Regions from separate parts of the Sus scrofa genome. Here region 1 is linked to region 2. A link is a contact called in public HiChIP or PLAC-seq data. All regions are on one chromosome and are shown on one strand. The core of a region is the stretch at or near the end of the contact, and the rest is flanking DNA. Distances in the headings are between cores, read along the strand shown.

The links. HiChIP or PLAC-seq counts read pairs in DNA pulled down with a chosen protein or histone mark.
Region 1: a contact with region 2 is called in an H3K27ac HiChIP or PLAC-seq map of skeletal muscle, with 5 times the contacts expected there. The contact joins two enhancer-like sites. A contact is called at or near these places in 2 of 47 Hi-C or Micro-C datasets (alveolar macrophages and embryonic fibroblasts) and 1 of 2 datasets of contacts at active chromatin or transcription factors (skeletal muscle).

The regions. Positions count from the first base shown.
Region 1 is chr15:107,638,193-107,643,665 of Sscrofa11.1, reverse strand. No RefSeq gene overlaps it. Among named protein-coding and RNA genes, the nearest start is that of PARD3B, 240 kb to the left of the region's middle. Within about 2 kb of position 3,920, at least 2 of the 83 cell types and tissues checked have an H3K27ac peak or open chromatin away from gene starts, as enhancers often do. A contact at or near this core is called in skeletal muscle, where this site is marked.
Region 2 is chr15:107,525,631-107,531,963 of Sscrofa11.1, reverse strand. No RefSeq gene overlaps it. Among named protein-coding and RNA genes, the nearest start is that of ICOS, 180 kb to the right of the region's middle. Within about 2 kb of position 2,788, at least 20 of the 83 cell types and tissues checked have an H3K27ac peak or open chromatin away from gene starts, as enhancers often do. A contact at or near this core is called in skeletal muscle, where this site is marked.

The DNA.
Region 1 (5,473 bases), core at 2,671-5,170, 110 kb before region 2:
ATTCCCATTAACAAAGACACCAGGGGATATAGTGGGGAGGTTTGAAGGTGGCCCTTAAGTTGAGTTTTAGATGAAACTTTGGTGCCTTTTATCTAAAGGCAGCAAGTTCTGTGGGCCTTTTTACTGCTACAGGAAAAAAATCAAACACTGGCAGAAGTGCTTCCTTAAAAGATCAGCCAATTGCAGGGGTGCAAAATATCTAAACACAGGGCAAGACGTGCATAATATAGAAAACACAGGCATAGAAGTCACCTACGGCCAAAAGCTTTGCACATTTAAGCACCAAGATACCACAAAGCTTCCTAATGGATGTGGTTCTGGCTGCAGTTTTTGGTGTTCAACTGCCAGACACATAATTTGCCTAACATGAGTTTTTCTTGATACAGTGAAATCTCTAGATTTTGCATTAACAGAACCATTAATAAGTTGAGCTCTGAAGGCCTGAACAAATGATGGCAAGGCTTCTGTCCAAGCCATGCTGACTGAGCCGGGCTCCCCACGCTCCCCCTTGGCAGGAAATCCCAATATGTTTTCCCACCCACTTTGGAAAGAGTGACATGGGATTTGGTGCCGGTGGTTGAATTTTTCAAACCTGTTTAGCATTCAGGAGTAACTGTGGCTTTTTAGAAGCAGAAATGCATCCTGCCAGTGCTGGTATTTGGACTTGAGCTGTGACTTCAAAGTTTCTTTGATCCAAGCCCTCACCAGCATCTGCCATCTCCCATTGGTGTTCTGAGTGATCAGTGGTGCTGTTTGTCCACAGAAGATACAGTGCGACAAGATCACCCAGACAGCCCCCGTGGCAGTGGAAAGTGTCCCAAGCTTTAAAAGTCTGTGTCAGTGAATGTGGTTGCAATTAAGAAATCGCTTAATGATTTTGGCAAGTCTTAATGGGGAAAAATTAAAAGCAGCAAAGCCTCAAATGGGTCGAAAACAAAAAAATGTTTGACAAACTCCCGTCAGTAATTTTTGTGCCACTTCCTATAAAATTATTCAGGAGTCTGTGAGCTTCTTGAGAACAAGGGTGGCGGCAACTTCCTCTCTGAGGTTGTGCAGCTGCCTGCTCTGTGTCCATGATATAGTTACTGAATGAAGAATTCATGCTTTAAAGATATACTGCTGCAAAGCCCTAAGCACTGGGATCTTTTCCATACAATATTTAAGATGTCTGAATGTCTTATTGGCAATCTGTTCAAGTTACTGAGTAAACTTTGATGTACTAAAGCAACATTTTGTTATTATAGACCCCTGATCCCTTTTCCAAACCCCTTGAGGCCATTTATATTGAAATTTGGGATTTTTTAGATTTTAGAAAAGGAATAAATACGGCGAGCGTGCCATCTATTACCTAACACCCCAGGGACAGCTGGATCTCCCTATAATCAAACACGAATATTTCTGCAGAAGTTTGTGTGAATAGCCACAATTGGTAAGGTAAATATAAGCAAAAGCTCCAAATAGCTTCATGTCCATTCAAGTCATATTTTCTTCCAAAGGACTTACGAAAAATTGTGTTCATCACAGCTCTTTGGATACTGGAATTATGAATAAGGAATTGTGGCCTCTATTCTGTAAGGAATCTGTCTTCTCCAAAAGCAGGATTGTCAGAATTAGGGATGCTTCACTGTACTATTTGTGCTATTTACCCCATTGAAATTTCTTAAAGTATGAGTTAAATCAAAGTCCCCTGTATGTGTTAACTCCTCAAAAGGAGTTAGTTGGCACTTGAGGAAGTTATGTTTTAAGCTGCTTTATTTCATCGGCTTTATTTTCCAATGCAGAACAACATTTCTTCCATCCATCCATCCATCCATCCATCTATCCACCCTTCAACAAAAACATCTATTTAAGGTTTGATATGTGCAAAACACCACGCTAGGCTCTATCTCTGAGTAGTATGGAGGTGGTAGTGTGTGAAAACACTAAAATGCATGGATTTAGACTATCAAGCGTGAGAGCCACAAAAAAATAGTGCTAAGAAGGTTGTCACTTTCAATCAAGGCAGCTAATGTAATTGACACAAGAACTAGGGGACCTAGTCTCTTGATTCCTTGGACATCACAAGCTAGAAGGTGCTTTTTCTTCTAGCCACGGTCAGGAGGCAATGATACTGCTAAGGGGTAACCTTTGCTGTTCTAAAGAAGAAAGCAAGAGGGAAAGAGACACTTAGACAGATGTCACCTTCACATGGAGGCTCAGCGCTGGAGGCGTTCATGCCAGAATACACCAGAAGCTGTTATTTGGGATAGAAAGGGATAAAAAACAGCAGAAAAAAAAAGGTTCATCTCTAATACCTGGGAAGCTTTAACAGGGCCACTCAGATTAGCCAGAGACCTCAGGTCACCATCTTTGGGAAGATAAAAAAATCCTCTTGGCCCTTTATTTTCTTACCTAATTTTGCCCACAGTATGTTGTCATGAATATCTCTATCTTCTTAAAAATTCATTGAGAGAGAGGGAGGGAGAGATTCCTTTCCCTGCGGTTAAAGAAAGGCAATGAAATAAAGATTTTTAGAAATATCAGGTGGAACAAAGAAGGCTCTAGAAAGCACACGGGGAGGACGAAAGAAAAGTTTACTGGGGTAGGAAGAAACGGGCCTTTAATAGAAACACCCTTCTCTGTCCACGTTGCAGAAAGCTCCCTTGTTCTTTCAGGAATGCTTGGGTACCACAGGATGGGTGATCACCAAATGGCTTGTCTCCAGGCCCCGGATGTCATATGGAGGCAAGCCTATGAGGCCAGCAGCGGCCTCCCTGGGCTGCCGTGCGGTGGGCTGGCTCCATGAAGAACTCTTTGTTTTCTCTCTCAGGGACCACTACAGTGGCTCTGTGTTTTATTTTCAATTAAATTTCCACTAATCCTAAACTACAGAGAAACTTAGCTGCTGGGGCTCCCCTTTCCCCTCCCAAAGCAATACAGTCTGCAGAGGAAGCTTTTATGGTAAAAGCCCTGCCTGGTAGATGCTATAAAAGACCCATATGCCACCGGTTTGCCCACAAGGGTTTTCAAAAAGGTGCTCCGTTGAGCCCCAGACCCTGAGCTGCAAGGCGGCCTGTGAATAGTGCCTCTTGTTAGAGTGGTTGCTATAGCGAGCCCTTGTTTTTAATTCAACTGCACAGTAAATAATACTTTATACACGGGGGGGGGGTGGTCACGTCAGATCGCCTCTTCTTCCTTGGTCATAAAGGGGCATTTGAGGCTTTGAGGAATGGAACAGAGCACCTGCTTCCTCAGCTTATTTGGACTTCGACACTTCCCTTCCTTGCAGGGGTGTGGAGGTTTAATGCCTTCTGAACACTAGTATCAATGTAAACATCAGAGTTTATTCACATTTAAGAAAATAGCATTTTAAACAACCATGTCCCCTATTTGTTTGGAATGAACTCTAAGTGGGAAGTCACATTTCTACTCGCTAGCAGACCCTCTAAACTCTCCCCGCTCTGACTTTGAAGGGATGTTCCGTCACATTTATGGGGCTTTGGGGAAAAAACTGCAGCACCAAGAAACAGAAAATGTGGTCTAGGTAAGCCTCTCCATCACATGATAAATAGTTGACAGCTTTGGGAATATCTGATTGTTCTGGAAATGCAGAAAAATGGGAAGGAACGGAAAGAACTCTAGGGGGGATAGAAAAGGGGCGCCCCTCCTAGGAAAACACAGGCGGGGTCAGGAGCAGGACTCTTGAGGGGAACGAAAATCAAAGGAGCATAGAGGTTAATAAAATGGGGACATAGTCCTCTCTCCAGACACAGTCAGGTGAAAATTACTTATCACCTGCTGGAGTGGATGTGAGAAGGGCGGGTGACCAAGTGTGTGGCAGGGAGCATTTTGTGACGAAGGAGCGATGTACACGAAGCGCTGCAACAGGCGTGCTCTGGCTTCCTCGCGGAGCAGAAGCCGGGGCTCTGTCTCATTAGAGGACAGCAGCTGTTTCTCCCTATAATTAGCTCTCAGTTCCATAGTTCGCCCGGGTCCCTTCCACCTGGACCGCACGCACCATGGAAATTACAGAAGCACATGTTGTTTTTTTTCCGTAAATCACCTCCACTTACACACGTTGTTAAGCATCTAATAGAAAACAACCATACCTTCCCGGCTCCCTACCTCCTCGGAACGCTTTGTAAAAGCAAGCGGGGAGAGTCTGTTTTGATGGAGGCCCCCGGTTCCCATTTCTAACTCGCCTCTGTGCTCCACTGCTCCCCTGAAATAGGGAAGCTCTCCAGCGCGGTGCGCCAACCCTCCACGCGTCAGGCCATAAAATCTTCTTTCCAGCCACCTGCAGGATGATGGAGGGAAGTGGAGACCGAACTGAGAAAGGAGTGGGGGAAGGGGGAGAGCTCCAGCTGGCCGCTAAAGATGGTTTCCACAGAGTTTTTTTTTTGGGGGGGGGTAGGGGGAAGGGTGCAGAGTCCTGGGTCATTTCCTGCTAGGTCTGTACAGAGGGAGGGAGAGAATCCATAATCAGACTGTCTCGCAGTTCCATTAGTGTCAAAGCTCATTAGGAGCCCCGTCCACTCCCACTCTGCAGCAGTGGGCACACAAAAGAAAGACCCAGGCAAAGTCTGCAGAGGGCAGGGTCGCCCTTACAAGGTGGGGGCAGTGGGAAGGAGGGGTTGTAGAATTCCCCGCTGGTGATTAGAGTGGGGGTGGGGGGAAGTAGCTAGGCCCTCTGCAGGACTCTAATTTCTCTGCTGGCTGTTTTAGAGCATTGGCAGGGCCGCTTCCTTCCAGGGGCTAGGCTATGCACCTGGGTCATAATTCACAGAAGAAAATGATCAGCAATTTGCACCCTGTTCCTGAGACCAGCCAGGGAGGTAGACTATGCTTACTGCTGTCATCGTGTCCAGGTAGGGCAGGGAGAGAAGGATGGCCTGAGGTAGTTGCCTCAGGTGCAATGAATGGGAGAAACAGGTAGTTGACTAGTTGACTTCTAATATGTTGATTTGAATAGGGTCCTACGCACGCATTGGGTAAGGAAGCTTATGAAGGCCATGGAGGCCTGACAAAGTATAGTGGCATCATTACTGACACCAACTTGCGTTGTCATCACAGTATGTCATTCTGATTTTCTTCAAATCCAACTGCAGCCAGAAAGTGAATGCACTATAGGCAAGACTGATACGAGACGACTCTCTTGGGCTGTCGGGTTTGCTTTTTATGGCAGTTTTTTAAGATGTGAAAAGTTATCCACCCAAAAAGGATTTTAAAAATGTGTTGTCATTGAGTGTAATCTATACAAGATAAAACTGACCTATTCTAAATGTATAATTTGGTGAGTTTTGACAAATGTACATATACCTTTATGTAGTTATCACTTACAGTAATGGCCAGAACATTTTTTTCCTACCCTCGAAAGTTCCCTCTTGTCCCTTTGCAGTCTCCTTCCCTATTCCCCCTCATCCCCACCCCTGATAACCAATGATCTGATTTCTGTCATTATGATTTTGCCTTTTCTAGGGTTTTATATAAAAGG
Region 2 (6,333 bases), core at 1,539-4,038:
TCTTTTTCAATAAAAAAAATTTAAATTAATTTTTGCATTTTAATATCTTTTACTGAATAAAAGATCCCTTGTGAGATAGATCTTACAATCAATGGAAAGCAGAGTTTCATTGGCAGTGGGTTGTTTTGTTTTGTTTTTCATTCTCAGTGATGAAGTAATGCTACATCTTATAGCCTTACAGGTGTCTTAGATGTGATAAGATATGGTAAATACAGTGAGTCCACATGGTTGAGGGGTTGTGTCTATGTCTGTCTTGTTAAGTCCTAGCTCCAGTGTTCTCCTGGATTCATATTGTTCAAGCTTTATTTAATACTGACAATGACTTTAAGGAGTAGGTACTATCATTTCCATGCTGCATGTGAGAAATTTGATGAAGACAAATATAGTCATAGGCCCAAGGTCACAGAGGCGATAAGAGGCAGAGCAGAAATGAAGCCTGACTGATTCTCTGTCCTCAAAGCCTAGTACTTCTCCTCTTTTATCCTGAACTTGTCATACAAAAAAATGGCACAAAGAGCCAGAGATGTGTGTCAAAGCTGGCCAGAGTGTCGTGATCATCCAGACCACGATCGTGTCGTCTAAACCACTCCCTAAAGTTGGGCATTAGCATTCACCCAAGTCACTATAATATTCCAAACCCCAAGATGTGTGAGACGTTTCCTTTTTTGTTATCTTAAGTTCTTATATGTGGTAAAATTCTGAGTTCTTGAAACCACCCTATAGGGACCATGATAATTTCCTTATTGGTTCCACATGTCCCACTAATGTAGTCTCAGAGGTTAGAAATCAACATTCCTCTGTCCCCAGTCCCCCTCCCTGGAGGTCAGAATTCCCTAGATGAGTGCTCACCTCCTGGCTTGTAAGTTCGCCTGGGTCTTTAGAAACCATTCCTGCTGACTTCATCCAGTGGCTTCATTCTCAACTTTCAGGGGTGGTTTGTGGTGGTCCAGTGAGCTGAGAGTTCTGGGAGGTAGCAGAGGTTTGTGAAAAGCCCTTGTTACTTGATGGGTACTACTATATTACTCAGGTACCAATTCCAATCAACAGATGGAAAGAATTTTCATTCCAATTAACACACACTTTGACTCAGTCCCCTTCATCTACCATGTTCTATTCCCAAACATATGGGACATGGTGACACCCAAAGGGCTCTATGACCTATTGATGGCTCCTTATCCCTAGCTAGTCTATTTTTTTCCCACTGCCAGGAAAGTGGTCCACTGTCTTCCTCCTGACTCACCTTCCCTCCAGTATTTGGGGTGAGAAGTAGATTGGGATCTGGAAACACTCAAATCCAACACAAAACCAAATCTATCCAAACTGAAGAGCATAAAGAGGAAACAAGACAATAAGGCATTTATTTGCCATGGATGAGACATTGAGCTGGGAGTTGGGAGTCTTGGGTTCACATTAGACCCAGCTCTTCCACTACTCTGGTAGCTGATTATACCCCTTAAAAGAGGTTCTGGCTCTGAGGTTCATGATAAATCTCTGAAATAACATGGGGTTCTTCTTCCCTAGGTCAGGAAGGCCCAGCTAGGAAACAACAGCACACATCCAACAAGATGGGACTGCAATGAGTGATATGAAGTTCCTACTAAGTGTATGGTGGAGAAAGCCCAATGCAAAGAGGCTGGGAAGTTGGCTAATATTTACCAAGTTACTTAATTTTTAAAATAAGGACATTTCTAGCTTCCTTACTAAGATAAAAGGTTAACTCATACAGATCTTAAATATCTTGTAAGAAGTGTGTGTGTGCATAAGAGTGTGTGTGTGTGTCTAACCACCATTCTTGTTGCTGAGAGTATGGAGGAGTAAGATGCTCATTTCGGTTTACAATCATTTTGGGCTCAGAACAATGTAATAGAAAGAAATGTGTCTGAATCCTCCCTCTTATTTCTAGTATAACTCTGTGTAAGTGATCCAACTTCTCTGACTCAGTTTCCTCATCTGTAAAATGAAATCAATTGCCTCTAAGCCACAGGGTTGTTAAAAGGATTAAAGGAAATTACATGTAAAACCTTTAGCAGAGAGCTTTAGACAAAGTAAGCACTCAAAGAAAAAAAAGAATGTTATTTCTTTTTCCTTAGGGAGAAAAAAAAAGTGCACATATGAAGCAATTAGAGAACAAGACAATAGCTACAAAATGCTAAATTGCTGGTGGAGTCTGTAAGTGCTCAAGGAGCCAGAGGAAGGAGATCAAAGAGGCTTGGGATCTGCAGGGAAGGGTGGAGGATGGGTGAGCCGAGGGGAGGCTGGAGTGCACTCCTTGTACTTCTGGGTTTGAAAGGGACACCACAACCCTTTGAGGACAGTAGTCCTGTGCCCCATTTGGACTTCACAGTATTTAAGTAGTGGAGGATGTGAACCACATCACCACAATTAAAAGCAACATTTTTTTTTCTTAAACAGATGATTAGACTGTGATGGAATTTGAGACAGAAAGTGAAACTGTGCATCCAGCTCTATAGGTCTTACATTTTCTTCTCTGATGTGTGGCTTTCAGGCGGCTATGGTGGTAGGATGAAATACAAAATTCTCAGCTGCTGATATCAGCAGAAGTGACTAGAAAGGGGGTGGGATGAGGTAGAAATCATCTTTTGGTATAAATTGTTGTAAATCAGACCCGAAAACTAGGCTATACATTATGCTTTTGTTACTCTTGAGAGTTAAATTACAAGGAAATGAACTGTGCATAATAATTCTCCACGTCACTGATTTCTAGGCTTCAGAACAGCTAAATGTGCTCTCCTTAAAAGCAGTCCTGCGGCTCAAAGCCATCGCTGGGTGACAGGCGCCCTCTAGTGGCGCCTTCTGCATGGCCGCTGCAGGGGCGTTGGACGTCCAACGCTGACCATCTAAACCCCCAGGAACCTTCTAGCCCTTTCCTGGTTTTGGAGACCGTGGGGCGTCAAGACCGAAGGCGGTGGCTTCCCGAGAGCTGCTTATCTTCCTTGGACTCTCCAAGATGTTAGTAAAGGACTGTAAGTGACCTTAAGCCTGTGTCAGTAGTCTCCATCCAAGGCAGGAAATAATAGCTAGTAACCAGGAAGTCCCATTTCCAGAATACATTGAGAGCATTTCATCCAGTATTTGCTAAAAGCTGTTGAGACGATGTCTGCCCACGACCTCACCCCTGTCCCGCACCCCCACCTACCCAGCCCCTCACCCCACGTCCCTGCCCACAGTTCTTGCTGCGCTCCGTTTTCTAAGAGAGACCGGCCCTCTGTTATTAGAGAAGCCTGTCTAGCCGAATTCCTGTGGAACAGAGTGAAAGGTTCAGATTGTTCCGGGGCCCTGCAAAGCCTTTGACTGGAATGTATTATTTTTTCCCTCAGACCAAAGCAATTTAAAAAAAAAAAAAAATCGGAGTTTCAACTAGAGAACTCATAAAGAGGCTTCCAACTGACTGGGTTTAAACAACAACTAAAAAAAGGTCTCGTTGAAGCAAAGTCTCTCCCCAGGTTTTCGGCTCTCTTCAGGTGACTCAAGGAGGCCGGCTAGAAAGAGTTCGCCCTCTGTTCCCTGCCCTTTGATTATGACTAATGACATTGAGAGTTATCTGTACCTTGAACACTCCCTGGCACATTACCTCCCCACTTCTGTTTTTTAAGTGGACAGAGTGAGGAGGTCATGGTACCACAGGGCCTGAAATTGCTGGAGCAAACTCTTTTCTTCCCCTTCCCATCCCCCACCAGATGGAGACCCGGAACAAGTGGTTGTGTCACTTTTGATGCTGTCACTTTCTAAAACATAATGTCTTGCTGGAAACACACAGACACACAGCCTCTCGGCGAGAATTGGGAGGTCTCCATTTCTGGGCACGCACAGCATCTCAGACCCTGGGTTCCTGATTGGGCTGGGGCATGTAGGTACATGCATTGGGGCTGGGGGAGGCAGACACCAGCCAGCAGATGCAGGCGCTGTATTTCAGCATTACATATGGGCTTAGCCACTGCCAGGCTCACGCAGAATTTATGGAGAGCCTTATTCAGTGGAACAGCAATAGACTCCATTTTAATAAATCCCCTTGGTAGTATAATCATCACTCAGACGGGAACAACTGCTATACGGGGCTCTGCACCCTCTTGCTGACCTTTGTACCTTCCCGCTGAAACCGAATCCTTCCCATCCTTTTTCCCCCTGTTGCACAAAAATTTCATCTTTAAAATGAATCAATATGTGCATGGTGAGTGCAGTGGAGGTGGAAACAGAACAACAACCCAGAGTCCCTCAGCCAGTGAGGAAGATGAGTCTGCTGACTCCAAGGCATGATTTACCTTCATCAATACCATGAAGTAGAATTTCATGTTACAAATTAACGTGTGTGTGTGTGTGATTTTTTCCAAGCAAATGCTTTGTTTCTGAGAGCACGCAGAGGCACCACATGCTGCGGTTGCTATGGTAATTACTAGCCGCTATTGAATAGGGATGCCAGGGGTTACTTAGAAGGGAACCAACTGGCGAAAGTGCATGTTCAAATGAAAAAAAAAAAAAAACCCACTTCTTTGTAAAAGGTTGCAAGAGGCACTCAAACCAGAAAATAAAGGAGGTGGAGGTAGGGGCACATTTTTGCAAAGACCCAACAAATCTACTACAGGCATCCCTTGGTATCCACAGTGGATTGGTTCCAGGATCCCCAAGGAAACCAAAATCTGCAGATGCTCAAGTCTCTTGTATAAATGGTGTAGTATTTGCATATGACCTACACATATCCTGCCCAGATACTTTAAATCATCTCTGTACTTACAATAACTAGTACAATGTAAATGCTATGTAAATAGTTGTAAATACAATGCAAATGCTATGTAAATACTTGCCAGTGTACTGCAAATTCAAGTTTTGTTTTTTGGAACTTTCTGGAATTTCTTTTCCAGAATATTTTTCAGCCATGGTTGGTTGAATCTGCTAATGGAGAGCCCATGGCTACGAAGGGCTAACTCTGCTCTAGCAGTTGTCATCGTATTTCTGGAGTTAAAAAATATCAAAAAACCTCTGAGGCCTTTGCACATGGGTTTCTTTAGGCAAAGGACAGTGCCATTTCTCAAAGCAGTACAAGTCCACACAGCAGTGGCAGTGCAGCGATAACAATAAGAGTTACCATTTATTGAATGTACGTGATGTTTCCACTGCCTTTCCTTTGTTATCTCATTTACTCTGAACAATGACATCAAAAGATATTCGTTAGCTTCTGTTTTCATTTAGTTTATACTTATTAAGTATATTCTATGAGGCACAGAGTTTGTTACCCTGAAGATAAGAAAATGGGGAAAGGTGGCCTCTGTGTTCCTGGCTAGTGTGACAGCCTCCCAACAGTACCAGGTACCAAGGAAGCTCACAGCCTCACAGTGGGGAAACCTTCTCCCTGAGCTGGAGGAGGGGAGGCAGGAGCAGAGAGAAGGCTTACAGACTTGAGAGAGAGACAGCTGTGGGCAGGATTAAGATGGAGGCAGGAAGGAATGGCAGGAGGAGGGCAGATCTGTGGCTTCTGGACAGGAGGCAGCAAAGTGTCCAGGCAACACATTATCCCTGTTCTCCCAAAGACAGAGCTGAAGCATTAACTTGCCCCAGGTTCCTGCTATGGTAGGAGCAGGTTTTGAACCCACCCCAGTCTGATTCCAGAGCTTACTTTGTTTTCAATAAGTCATGTCATCTCCAGGACTGAAGAGTCGTGTTCCTACCCCAACCAGCCGGAGAGGTGCTCTTTACAAAGGAAAGAGAAGAACCAGATTCGCCTGAGGTACAGGGTCCAAAGGCAGCTGGGCAAATGTTACAGGTAGACAAGGAGCATTGGGCACAGAAGTGCACAATGAAACATTACCTAGAAATGTAGAAGTTGGTTCTTTCTCTTAGCTCAGCTTCCTATGCAGATGTTTTCATTCAGGCACAATAAAGTGATACACCATCCGTGTTTTTATTTTAAAAAAATTGTCTTAAGAAGTATCAGTGTGGAAAACATCATTGTGTCTTCTTCAAACCAGCGTTAAAGATATTTTCTTTTTTGTTTCACAGTGTTCCTTCTCGAAGAAGCAGAATGATTGACCAACTAATAAATCAACAAGGGCTATATCTAATACCAAGAATAATTTAATATACATGATCAAATTTCTTTTTGAATTTAAAGACAGCTATCAGGATAACTTTCCAGGCAAAGAATCTTTCTCAAAAAGATAAAAACAGAGATAGGGAGAGACAGAGAGAGAAGAAAGAGGAGGAAGAGGAGGGTAAAAAAAGAAACAGTAGTAACAACAAATTAGATACAGAGAATTATATAACTCATCAGGTTTTCCTTTTGTCTTAAACTGAGGAATTTTGTTCTCCTGTTTCATCTTA